2 separate regions of the Mus musculus genome follow, and region 1 is linked to region 2. Evidence: chromatin contacts called from public ChIA-PET data. All regions are on one chromosome and are shown on one strand. The core of a region is the stretch at or near the end of the contact, and the rest is flanking DNA. Distances in the headings are between cores, read along the strand shown.

Evidence for each region. ChIA-PET counts read pairs in DNA pulled down with a chosen protein or histone mark.
Region 1: a contact with region 2 is called in an RNA polymerase II ChIA-PET map of memory CD8 T cells, with 319 read pairs. The contact joins the promoter of Rpl34 here to the enhancer-like site in region 2. A contact is called at or near these places in 2 of 39 promoter capture datasets (macrophages and pre-B cells), 10 of 484 Hi-C or Micro-C datasets (the 63-12 cell line, B cells, Th1 cells and 6 more) and 4 of 115 datasets of contacts at active chromatin or transcription factors (the 230-238 cell line, effector CD8 T cells, embryonic stem cells and 1 more).

Annotation. Positions count from the first base shown.
Region 1 is chr3:130,729,059-130,734,778 of GRCm38.p6, reverse strand. Rpl34 (ribosomal protein L34) reads left to right here and starts at 4,381. Exons shown (of 5, transcript NM_001005859.3): 1 at 4,381-4,461; 2 at 5,477-5,550; 3 at 5,629-5,720. The coding sequence starts at 5,486.
Region 2 is chr3:130,817,461-130,823,532 of GRCm38.p6, reverse strand. No RefSeq gene overlaps it. Among named protein-coding and RNA genes, the nearest start is that of Gm36443, 17 kb to the right of the region's middle. Within about 2 kb of position 4,637, at least 91 of the 459 cell types and tissues checked have an H3K27ac peak or open chromatin away from gene starts, as enhancers often do. A contact at or near this core is called in the 63-12 cell line, Th1 cells, cortical neurons and 2 more, where this site is marked.

The DNA of each region.
Region 1 (5,720 bases), core at 3,132-5,631, 88 kb after region 2:
CTGTTTCTTTCCTTGATAGGCTTAATATTCATTTTTAAATGACATGCCAAGGCAAGATCATCAAATTAAGCCAGGCAGTGGTGGCACATGCCTTTAATCCCAGCACTTGGGAGGCAGAGGCAGGCGGATTTCTGAGTTTGAGGCCAGCCTGGTCTACAGAGTGAGCTCCAGGACAGCCAGGATTACACAGAGAAATCCTGTCTCGAAAAACCGAAAGAAGGAAGGAAAGAAAGAGAGAGAGAGAGAGAGAGAGAGAGAGGGGGAGAGAGAGAGAGAGAGAGAAAGAAAGAGAAAAGGAAAGAAAGAAAGAAAGAAAGAAAGAGAAAAAGAAAGAAAGGAGAAAGAAAGAAATGCTAATTGTTGTTAACTGCAAATTTTTGTTTATACCTTCTCTTTAAGGTTTTCTGTTAGCATACAAAATAATGGTTTTACTATGCTGTTTCATACATGTCATTGTGCCTTGCTAGTCATTCTAACTACTCTTCTTCCTCTCCCACCTCCATTGGCCCCCTTTGTGCCCGTTTATGCTTTCATGACCTGCATGTACACACACATCTAAATCTAGATCTGCACATGACAACAAACACGGAATGTGTTCTTTTCTCCTTATAACCTTTTCTTGGCCCCTGCCTTTAGTTTCCATCTACTTTCTTACCATATAGTCCATGCATGAGAGAAAACTTATGATATTTGTCTTTCTGACTTTGGCTTATGTTGCTTAATATCATCTCCAGTTCTATTTATTTCCCTACAAATACTATAATTTTATTCTTCATTACAGCGGAATAAAATCGTGTACATACGTGTAGGTGTGTGTGTGTGTGTGTGTGTGTGTGCACGCGCGCCAATCACGTTTTCTTCATCTAGTCATCTGTTGAGAAGAGTTTAGGCTGTGTTTATATATGTGGCTAAGTATGGAGCCACACACCTGTAATTCCAGCATTTGGAAAGCTGGGTGAAGAGGAGTATGAATTTGAGGCCAGCTTGGTCTACATAGAGAGACCTTGTTTCAAAACAAAATAAAACCTATTTACAGATTCATTTAGACTTCTCTCTTTCCATATAGAGTGACATAATTTTTTCCACAAGTGTAACTGTTTCCAACGTTAATTACTGCATTTTTTTGAAGTGAATCTAATATGTAAGCTTTGTCTTCAAAGCCACATACATCTACTAAGCTGTGATCTGGCTTCCTATTTTGTTCCACTGGTTATGATGTCTTTGCTTTATCAGTTCCACATTTTATTAACTCTTTGTAATTAATAAATCTTAACCATGGAGATTGCATGTATGCACCGTATTTTCTTCCACACGAGGAAAAGTCTTGTCTTTTCTAGATTACATTTTATAGTCAGCTCATATGAACTTTGCATTTGTGGGATTTTTTTTTGGGGGGGGGTTGTTTGTTTGTTTGTTTGGGTTGGGTTTTTTTTTTTTTTTTTTTTTTTTTTGGTTTTTTGAGGCAGGGTTCCTCTGTGTAGTCCTGGCTGTCCTGGAACTCACTCTGTAGACCAGACTGGCCTGGCCTTGAACTCAGAAATTCGCCTGCCTCTTCCTCCCAAGCTGGGATTAAAGGCGTGCACCACCACACCTGGCACTTGTTTTTTTTTTTGCATTTGTGTTAAATTCACAAACCAGTTAGAAAAGAATGGATGTTTTATAGTGTAAGTTTTCCTAAGTATAATAATTTATTTTCTTCATGTATTCAAGTCCTCCTTAATACTTTTGAGTATGATTTTATAGAGATTTGAAAATATGATTTTATAGAGATTTGAATAACTTCTGTTAGGTCAGCTTCTAAGCATTTGACATTCTCTAAATTTATTGCAAATGATACCCTTTACATCAGTGGTTCTCAACTTTCCTAATGCAGAGACACTTTAATATAGTTCCTCATTTTGTTTCTTCATAACTATAATTTTGCTACTGTTATGAATCATAATGTAGATATCTGATATTTTTGAAAGGGTCCTTGAGAACCACTGCCTTACATTATTAATTCTATTTTGTTGCTGGTATTCAGAAATGTAATTTATTGTATATTATCTTTCAGTTGTCTTGGTAAATTCCTCTATAACTACTTGTAGTTTATACAAAGATTCTTTAAAACATTTGTGATTCATTTTCTTTTCTGTGTTTCGGTGTGTGGTGTGCTTGTATGTCTGTACTGTCTGTGTGTTTAGTGCCCACAAAAGTCTGAAGATGGCATCAAATCCCAAGGGTGATTGTGAGCCACCATGTGTGCTGGAAATTGAACCCAGTGCTCGGGAAGTGCAGTGAATGATCTTAACTCTCCAGCCCTGTCCTCAAAGATCCTGTAGATACAATCATTGAAATGTTTCCATGAGTGATAAGTATATAACTCCATACAGATTCACAAACTTAACCCAGAAGTCAAGACATTATGATCATCACTCCAGATAGGTCCTCTGCCTTCTCTTCCTCCCTCTTTCTCCAAAGATAACACAGTGCTGACCTCTGACCGTTCAAGGTCGCTCTTCTCATGTTCTTTTACATATATGCTGTCTCTTACCTAATTTTTATACCATTCATCCATAGTCTTTTTTAAAATTTTCAAAAATAATTTTTGTTTTGTTTTGTTTTTTGAGACAGTTTTCTGTGTGTAGCCCTGACTGTACTGGGACATGCTCTGAAGACCAGGCTGGTTTCAAACTCACAGAGATCTGACAAAAGATGTGTGCCACCACTGCCCAATTATTTTTTATTCTTATTGCTACATAGAATTTCACTGAGCAGATGTATATAGATCAAGCTAGCCTCGAACTCACAGCAATCTCTGTGTAAGATAAAATCGTGGGCTATCCGTTTTTGCCCACACTATTTTTTTAAATTAATAACCGGGTTGATGTGGATTTAACTAAGGGAAGGGGAGAGGGAACATTCCTAACTGCATCTCTTATTTGAAATGAGCTGCAGATACAGCTTTTAATGTGATTTCTAAGTGTGGCTATGTTTATCTGCATCAAGATGGAGAGATTGGAAGGTTTTCAGTGTCGACTCTTTTTCCTTTTACACCATTATTCGTCAGAATCTGTAGCGCTCCATGGAGTGGAACACTTTATTAACCATGTGGTTGTTAGCGGGTAGCTGATTATATCAGGGCATTACATGTTATGCAATGAAAACATGAATGGACTGGGTGAAAACATTTAGGTCATTAATTTGATGACTTTTTTTTTCTTTTTTTTTTGCTTTTTTTTTTTTTTTTTTTTTTTTTTTTTTGCTTTTTCGAGACAGGGTTTCTCTGTGTAGCCCTGGATGTCCTGGAACTCACTCTGTAGACCAGGCTGGCTGGCCTTGAACTCAGAAATCTGCCTGCCTCTGCCTCCCAAGTGCTGGGATTAAAGGCGTGCGCCACCACTGCCCGGCTTAATTTGATGATCTTGCCTTGGCATGTCTTCATTTAAAAATGAATAAGGAAATGTATTCATTCATTTATTCAAAACTAGGTTTGTCTCTCTACACCAGCCTTTATCCAACGCCTAAAACAGAGACTGGAGAGATTCCACAGTGGGAAGAACAGAGACCGCAGGCGCATGCATACGGACAGCTATTTGAGAGAGACCCGAGGAAAGGATATAGTCAGAGCGGTTTACCTAGTTTCTTGACAAAGATGGCAGTGATAATGGGCTCTTCTTTCAAGTCCAAGGAAGGTGTTCATTACTTTTGACAACATGATGAAAAACAAGGACCCATAGTGTAAACGTTCACATAGACATTTGGAGGTCGCTGACTCCCTCTGGTCCTCCTCTTCATCTTGCAGACAAAACTTTACCATCCAGGCAAAGTCTCAAATAGTCGTTTGCACACAATCATAAATTAACCACCCTTTATAGCGTTCTTGCTCTCTGTAAGACTTGCAGGTTAAGTGCTTTAACTTTGGGAGATCTTTTGATCAGAGCGCCACAGGGGTATTTAATATCTTCCTTTTAGAGACTTGCGGACTTGCCCAAAGTGAGATAGCTAGTAATTAGCAAATGCTTGGTTAAAAGTCTGTAAAGTGTGTGCTCTGGCTGAAAAACAGAAGAGGCCGGGAAGCAGAAGGGCCCGGGCTACCTTATGTACAGGACGCCATAAAGATTTTAAACCAGGTCTAATTACCCTAGGATAAAGGCATCGTGGCCCTTGTTTTCTCTTATGGAAGTGGGGACGCCTCCTCTGTCACTCGCTTTTGCTCCCACCAGGGACCCTACACCTAACTTCTCACGTGACGTTCCTACCGGGGCTAGAAAACGCACCCGCCTACGGAAGCCGCACTACACATCCGCCGCTCAACGCGGCGCCATCCACACAGGTTCCCCGCGTCCGCTTCCGTACAACATGGCGGCGCGCTCGCTGACGCGCCGCCTTCCCTGACGTACTTCCTGTCCGGCGCCGTCACACTTGACCCCTGAACTCACCCGCCCCTTCCTTTTCCTCTTCCGGGGACGGTGCTCAGAGGTATGGTGGCCTTCTTCTGCTCTGTGTTTTTTTACCGTTTACGATCCGTAGCCATCCGAGGCGTCAGGCGGGCGGGACGCCCTTGGGGTCGGGACTGTCGCTGGGGTCGGTGGTGAGGGACGAGGAGAGGTGCGTACCGGCCGAGGCCTCGGCTCGTAGACTCGGGAAGCCCGAGATCAAACCCGGCTTCCGAAGCGGTGAGTGGCCGGAGCTGCGCGCACCCTGGCCGTCGGCTACGGCGAGCGAGAGACCGAGTCGTGGTCGTGAAGCGCAGAGCGAGCGGAGCGCGGCCTCCGGCTGCTCCCCTGGTGCTGTCTGCCATGGTGGCTAGTCAGCGAGCGGGACGCGGCGGCGGCGGCTGGCTTGGTTAGGAAGATACGAATCAAGCAGTGGCGGCTCAGGGTCCTTAGCACTGGTCCGGGTCGCGCTTGGCGTTTGGGCTCCTTTTACGTAAAGTGGGTGTTGGGAAGGTGTGGAAGACAGGTCACCTGTAGCGCTTATTAATCAACTCCAGCCATTCGTCCCAGGGCTTGAGATTTAAACGAAGTCGCCTGTGTGTGAAGCTCTCGGGTAGAATGTTTGTCTGGCACGTTGACGGTCTGGAGTCCAAAATGCAGCATCGCTGCTGCGGGCTGGAGAGTCCTTTAGTAGCTGGTCTGCTAAGGAACGAACGAAGTTGGATTTGAAACAGCACGAAACCCGGCCCTAGTAGTAAACAAGACTTCTCCAGGACGCTGTTTTGGGACAAGACCTAGATTGTCATGACGCCTTACCAGCTGCCGCCACTGGGGTAGTTCGGTGTCTTCATCCTACTGGTAGCTGTATAAATTAGGGGGGAATACTGTCTTAGAGCCCAGGAGCTCTTCATCTCTAGTTTAAATGTGGGATTCTTTAGAACCGGGCCTTTGTAAGAGCACGGTGTGAATGAGTGTGTATATGAATGTAAGATATTTTATGTGGTGACGCTTTGGCCTTTATTATGGTGAAAGGTGATTGTGTTCTCTCTAAATTGTAGGCACTCAGGATGGTCCAGCGTTTGACATACCGCCGTAGGCTTTCCTACAACACAGCCTCTAACAAAACTAGGCTGTAAGTATCTGCAAGTTTGAAATAACTTTCAAATCGCTTTCTCTAGTATGCTGAGCTACTTACAATCTCCCTTCCTAGGTCTCGAACCCCTGGCAACAGGATTGTTTACCTCTACACCAAGAAGGTTGGGAAAGCACCTAAATCTGCATGTGGCGTGTGCCCAGGCAGAC
Region 2 (6,072 bases), core at 3,388-5,887:
ATAATGTATAGCCTGTGATGCTGGAAATATGTGATCTGCTTCTAGGGAATTACAGTTAGGAGACTGACTGAATCTTAGAAGAGATGTTGAACTTTGGAATGTTAAACGTTGTTGAGACTGAGATATACTATGGGGACTTTTGAAGTTTGACTAATGCATTTTGCATTACATTATGGCTACAAGCCTATTGGGGACCAGGGAGCGGAACATGATGGTTTGATAGTCATGTCCCCCACAGACTCATGTGTTTGAATACTTGGCCACACGGTGTGGCACTATTAGGAGGTGTGGCCTTGATGGGGAAGCATGTCACGGTGTAGGAGGGCTTTGAAGCCCTTTATGCTTGGACTCCGCCCAGTGTGGAAGACAGTCTCCTCCTGGCTGCCTTTAGATCAAGATCCTCTGGCACCAAGTCTCCCTGCGCGCTGCCATGCTTCTCACCATGATGATAATGGACTGAACCTCTGAACCTGTAAGCCAGCCCCAGTTACATGTTTGCCTTTATAGGAATTGCTTTGGTCATGGGTATCTCTTCATAGCAGTAAATCCCTAACTAAACAATGTCTCTTCACAGCAATACAACAGTAGCTAAGATAATAATCAAACCTGATGGCCTGAATTCCATGCCCAGAACCCATGTCTGTCTGTCTGTCTGTCTGTCTGTCTGTCTGTCTCCCTCACTTGCTCACTTACTCACTCACTCACACAAATATTAAGTAAAAAAATAATAATAAATTAAATTAACAAAAGAATCTGTGGTCTACCTACACTTTTACCATAAAGACAAAAAGCGAAAGATGTACGTGCTTATTTAATTTTATGAAAATAACTCAATTTGCTTATTTATTTGATAATGCGTCTTCAGTCTTTTCAAAGTTGGTTTATATTTTGTTTTTACAGTATTTAATGTTGAGAATACCATTGCGCATAAATGTCAGAAGTCTATTTGGGGCCATTTCAGGATTTGTTAGAAATTCTGTCCAAATTCAAACCAAAATTTGTTGAATGACTTGTTTGTGAAACCCCCAGCAACAAAACACATGGTCATTTTCAAAAACCCAAACATTTCAATACACTGCAATCCAAAGATATCCTAAATCAATTCTAATGTGCTCAGGAATGGTGGTAGGAAAACATCAAAAGGTTTGGTTTTCATAATTAAACCATTATGTTTCCTTAAGGACAGACAACTGTGTATTCAGTGAAAACTACAATTCCCAGCACACAATAGTCAGGAGACTGAGCGGAGGCATTCTTTGGTGAGCATTTGTCAGCTCTGCGTGTCTTATGGTGCACAAAGAGGACACATTATGTGTCTGGCAACATGGCGTGGGTGAGTGCCACCAGGAGCACCCTGGTCCCATGCTTGATTTTTGGGTCTAGAATTCAGAAACCTCTTTTTTGCTGCCATTTTTTTCCCAGTCCTCTATAACATCAGGAGCCTCACCTCAGGGTATGACCGACAGTTGGAGAAGTTGGAACCCAGACGGGTTTCTCAAGCCTCTCTGTACTCGTAATTGTTTTAGAAGCTTTAAAGATATAGAATTTTGCCAGGCATAGTGGTATACACACGTACATCCAGTACATGGGTGGCTGAGGCAGAGAGATCATGGATTTGAGGCCAGTCAATACTACTGAGTTAAGACCCTGCAGGGTAGGCTGAAGAGATGGCTCAGTGGTTAAGAGCATTGGCTTCTCCTTCCAGAGGTCCTGAGTTCAATTCCCAGCACCCACATGGTGGCTCACAACCACCCATAAAGAGATCTGACGCCCTCTTCTGGTGTGCAGCTAGAGCACTTATATACATTTAAAAAGCAAAGAAACAAACAAACACCCTATAAAGTAGTGGTTCTCAACATTCCTAATGCTAATACCCTTTAATACAGTTCCTCATGTTGTGGTGACACCCAACCATAAAAGTTTTTTTCATCTTGGGGCTGGCAAGATGGCTCAGCGGGTAAGAGCACTGACTGCTCTTCTGAAGGTCCTGAATTCAAATCCCAGCAACCACCCGAACAGAGATCTGACACCCTCTTCTGGTACTTCTGAAGACAGCTACAGTGTACTTATGTATAATAATAAATAAATCTTTGGGCTGGAGCGAGCAGGGACTGAGCAAGTGGAGTTGACCAGAGTGAGCAGAGGTCCTAAATTCAATTCCCAACAACTACATGAAGGCTCACAACCATCTGTACAGCTACAGTGTACTCACATACATAAAATAAATAAATATTTTTTAAAAAGTTATTTTCATCTCTATTTATAACTGTAGTTTTGCTGCAGGTAGGAATAGTAATGTAAATATTTTATATACTATAAATATTTTATAGAGGTTTGTCAATGGGGTCGCGACCCACAGGTTGAGGACCACTGTTGTGAAAAGCCAGCTATTGATTCCCAGCCTCCAGCCTCCAAGACTCTTGCAAGGACATCTGTTACTTAATTTTTCAGTGGTGACAACATCATTGGGTGATTGCACTGCAGAAACACTATTGGACACACCCCTGCTGCAGCTGTCTTAGAGGTTTCTGTCTAGCCAGTACCTTGATGTCCAATTTCTCTGAGGTGGTTTTCAGGTTTTTTTTTTTTTTTCTCATTTGCTTACTGGACACAGGAATATCATCATATTGCCCAGGCTGGCCGCAAATCCCTAACTGAAATGACTCTCCAGCTTTAGCATCCTGAACAGCCAAGAAGTGGAAATGCCCCCACTAAACCCACTAACAATGGCTTTAAAGGGATTTTCAAATTTCTTCCTGGGAGAAGCCAGCCATATTGAAAACACTTGAGTAGCCCTATAAATAGGCCCAGCTGTGGGGAACTGTGTCCTTCTGCCAACAACCAGCAGGAAATTTACCAGGAATCTAAAGAAACTCCTTGGACGGGGACCATTCTAGGAAATTTGTCACCATTGGATTCCCGACCTAGAAAGACTAGAGTATTCTTGTAGATTGCTAAGGTTTAGACTAACTCTTATGAAGAAATACGTACTTGACTGAAGTTTTCCAGAGCTTCTCTGTTCAAACCATTTCTTCACCAAACCGACCCCACCATTGTGAGCACTCCAGCAGCCCAGAGCTACTCCTGAGAGCACAGTCTAGCTTTCTGTTTCACAGAGAGAGCCCAGTACCCAAACATAGTCTGTGACCACGATGAGCCTTTCCTGAGCCGGGCCTACAGCCCGGGTGCCTCTACCCAGCATCACTGGACTCCAGCTCTGATGCCTCCTGGGTGCTCACTCAGCATGGCCCTGTGTGAAAACGAACCAGAACAATTCTCTGACTTTTACTACAGACGTTAAGTTTGGCGTGTCCCTCCTCTCCCCTCGCCCCCAGTCTGTTCCCACTCTCCTGGCCCTCCCCCCAGAAACACAGCTCACCTTCCCTCTACAGTTGCCTAGAAATAGAAAAAACAAAAAACAAACAAACACATCCACGCATGCGTGTCTCTGCTGCTCCTGACCGTGGTCTCCTTTTCCTGAAGACCCCTCTGGGTTTTTCGTCTTGTTTTTGAGCACTTCCTCCGAATGATTTACCCTGATTTCTGGCAATTTATACACTCCAATTCCCTTTGCTTCCCCCATTCACAATCGCGCCTCTCAGATCGCATGGCACATAAACAATCTTCCATTGCAAACTGCTGCAGTACAGTTTGTCCCCTGTAGGCATCAATAGGAAGTGTCCCGCCAGCCTAATTCTACGCAGGAAAAAAAAAGGGGGGGGGTCATAGATACATAATCTCAAGAAATTCTGCTCTGGTTGGTTTGGCAGTAGCATCTACAGTAATCTCTTCAGTTTGAAGTTAAAATTTGTAAACACCTTAGTGGATTCCACCCCCACCCACCCACAGGTTGTGTCTAAATGAACATCTATGTATCTACATTAATCAAACGCTTCATGCTTTTTTCCCCCCCAGTGAGGAAGTGGATACAAAGTTGACTTTGCTCCTAAAGGTTTCCTTCGCTCCCCTCCTCCACCCCGCCACGCCATGTTTTTGCCTGGCCTGAAATCTAGAACAGCAATGAAGAGCAGACTCCTGGTTTGACAGGATGCATTTAGATAGTTCAGGCAAGAGCAGGCACCCTGTGTTAAAGAGTCCAAAAGGTCTTAAGCAGAAAGAAAAGGCAAAGACTTGTCTCGTGTCACAGGTGCCACCTGTTGTTAGGAGTAGCAATCTATGAGCTCTGCACAGACAACTCCAGTTTCCGACTCTTATAAATTCCCAAGTTCAAATCCAACAGCCTCCAACTCTAACCCACGGGCGTGCGCCATGCTGCCAAAGGTAATTCAAATTTCTCCCCTTCAAGACCGCTTCGCCCCCAACCCCCACCCTCTTCACCTGGAACAGACAATCCGCGTATTTCAAAGAGTTCCTTAGTACTGAACTGAGTACTCGGAAACTCACCCACCAGTTTACATTTTAGGCTACTGAGCCTCACTCCTTTTACTGACAGACAAAGGAGAGGGCCACTGACGATGTTTACCCACCTAGGCTCGTGTTTGTCTAATGTTTAAACGGGCTTTTGTTATTATTAGACATTCCTGGACAATCGTTCTCAGAGCATCAAGCACACAGAGCAAGGAATCAAGCAAGCGATGCAGGTTCCGCGGTGGGGGAGGGGAGCCGAAAGGCGCCAAGCCGCGCCTCCCTGCTGCTTAGCACCATCTAGTGGCGGCTGCTAGTTCGACTTTTGGAACGAGAGCTCCCAGAGGACTTCGTAAAATCCAAAGGCTGTTTTCCTCCATCCTGGCGCTCTTCACCTTGTGTGTACTGCACACACACACGTATATTTTGAATTATACACAACAAATATCTCACCTTACTATTTAATAAATCCTTCCTTTGTCTCTGTACTGGGATATCTTACCCCTTAATCCCCGGACCTGTAGGCAATGAAGGCAGATGGTTTTAATATTATCAAAGCAAGCAGCGCTAGGAAATGCTCACAGGGGATATGCCTAATTAGATGCTTGCTGCCAGCCCTGACAACTGTAGTTCAATCTCTAGAATCCACATGATGGACGGAGAGAACTGACTTCCACAAGTTGTCCTCTGACCTCCATTCACACACACACTCTCTCTCTGTCTCTCTCTCTCTCTCTCTCTCTCTCTCTCTCTGTCTCTCTCTCTCTCTCTCACACACACACACACATTATTTTTAAAGATCATTTCATTCTAATTTTTAAAAATTTTAATTTAAAAAAATACTGAAGAAAATGAGACTCATATATCTCTGGAGTTAACTATGAATTTTTTTTTTAATTTCTAAACAAAGTCATCAGGCTCAACTGTGCCATGAGAAACTATTGGCACCCACAAAAAATAAGGAATAGTGAAGGCTCAGCTCTACTGGTACAACAACCCAAGCAGGCACCATGTGGCCTGCTCTTACAACACCGTGATGACAGTTTAACTTCATGACTAATTTATAATATACAAGTAGCTACCTTTTACCAAGTATAGATAAATGCTAACTGGACAGTCTACCTTTAAACTTACCCACAGAACGACAGCTGATAGGAGCTGAGAAGCGAGCTAGCTTCTTCATTATCCAGAACATTCTAATCCAGTTCTAGGATGGCAAGAGGCTCCTGAGAGTTAACAGTACTTCTACATGGCTGCTTTCAGCCTAGATCCTGGGTCAAATACACCATCAATACACCATGGTCATGACTGACTGTGACCCTACTTCCCAGGGTTGGCTCCCAGCCTGTGGAGTCTGGTGTGCGTCACTCATGAGCCCTCCAGTCAAAGCAAGACACAACATCAGATATGATGCTGTATGCATCAGATATGTTGCTGTATGCATCAGATATGATGCTGTGTGCATCAGATATGGTGCCGTATGCTTATATGCGTGGCACAGGAAGGAAGAACCAAGTCCAAGGCCAGCATAGCTACAAGACAAGACTGTGTCTCAAAAGCAAACAATAAACAAAGAATTGAAACAGGACATAAAATAACACAATCAGGTGAGAAGCTAAATATTTAAGAATCATTTTTTTCAAGCTAATAAATAGTAGAAACATCAAAAAGTCCAAGTCAATAGTATGTTTTTATTAATATTTATTA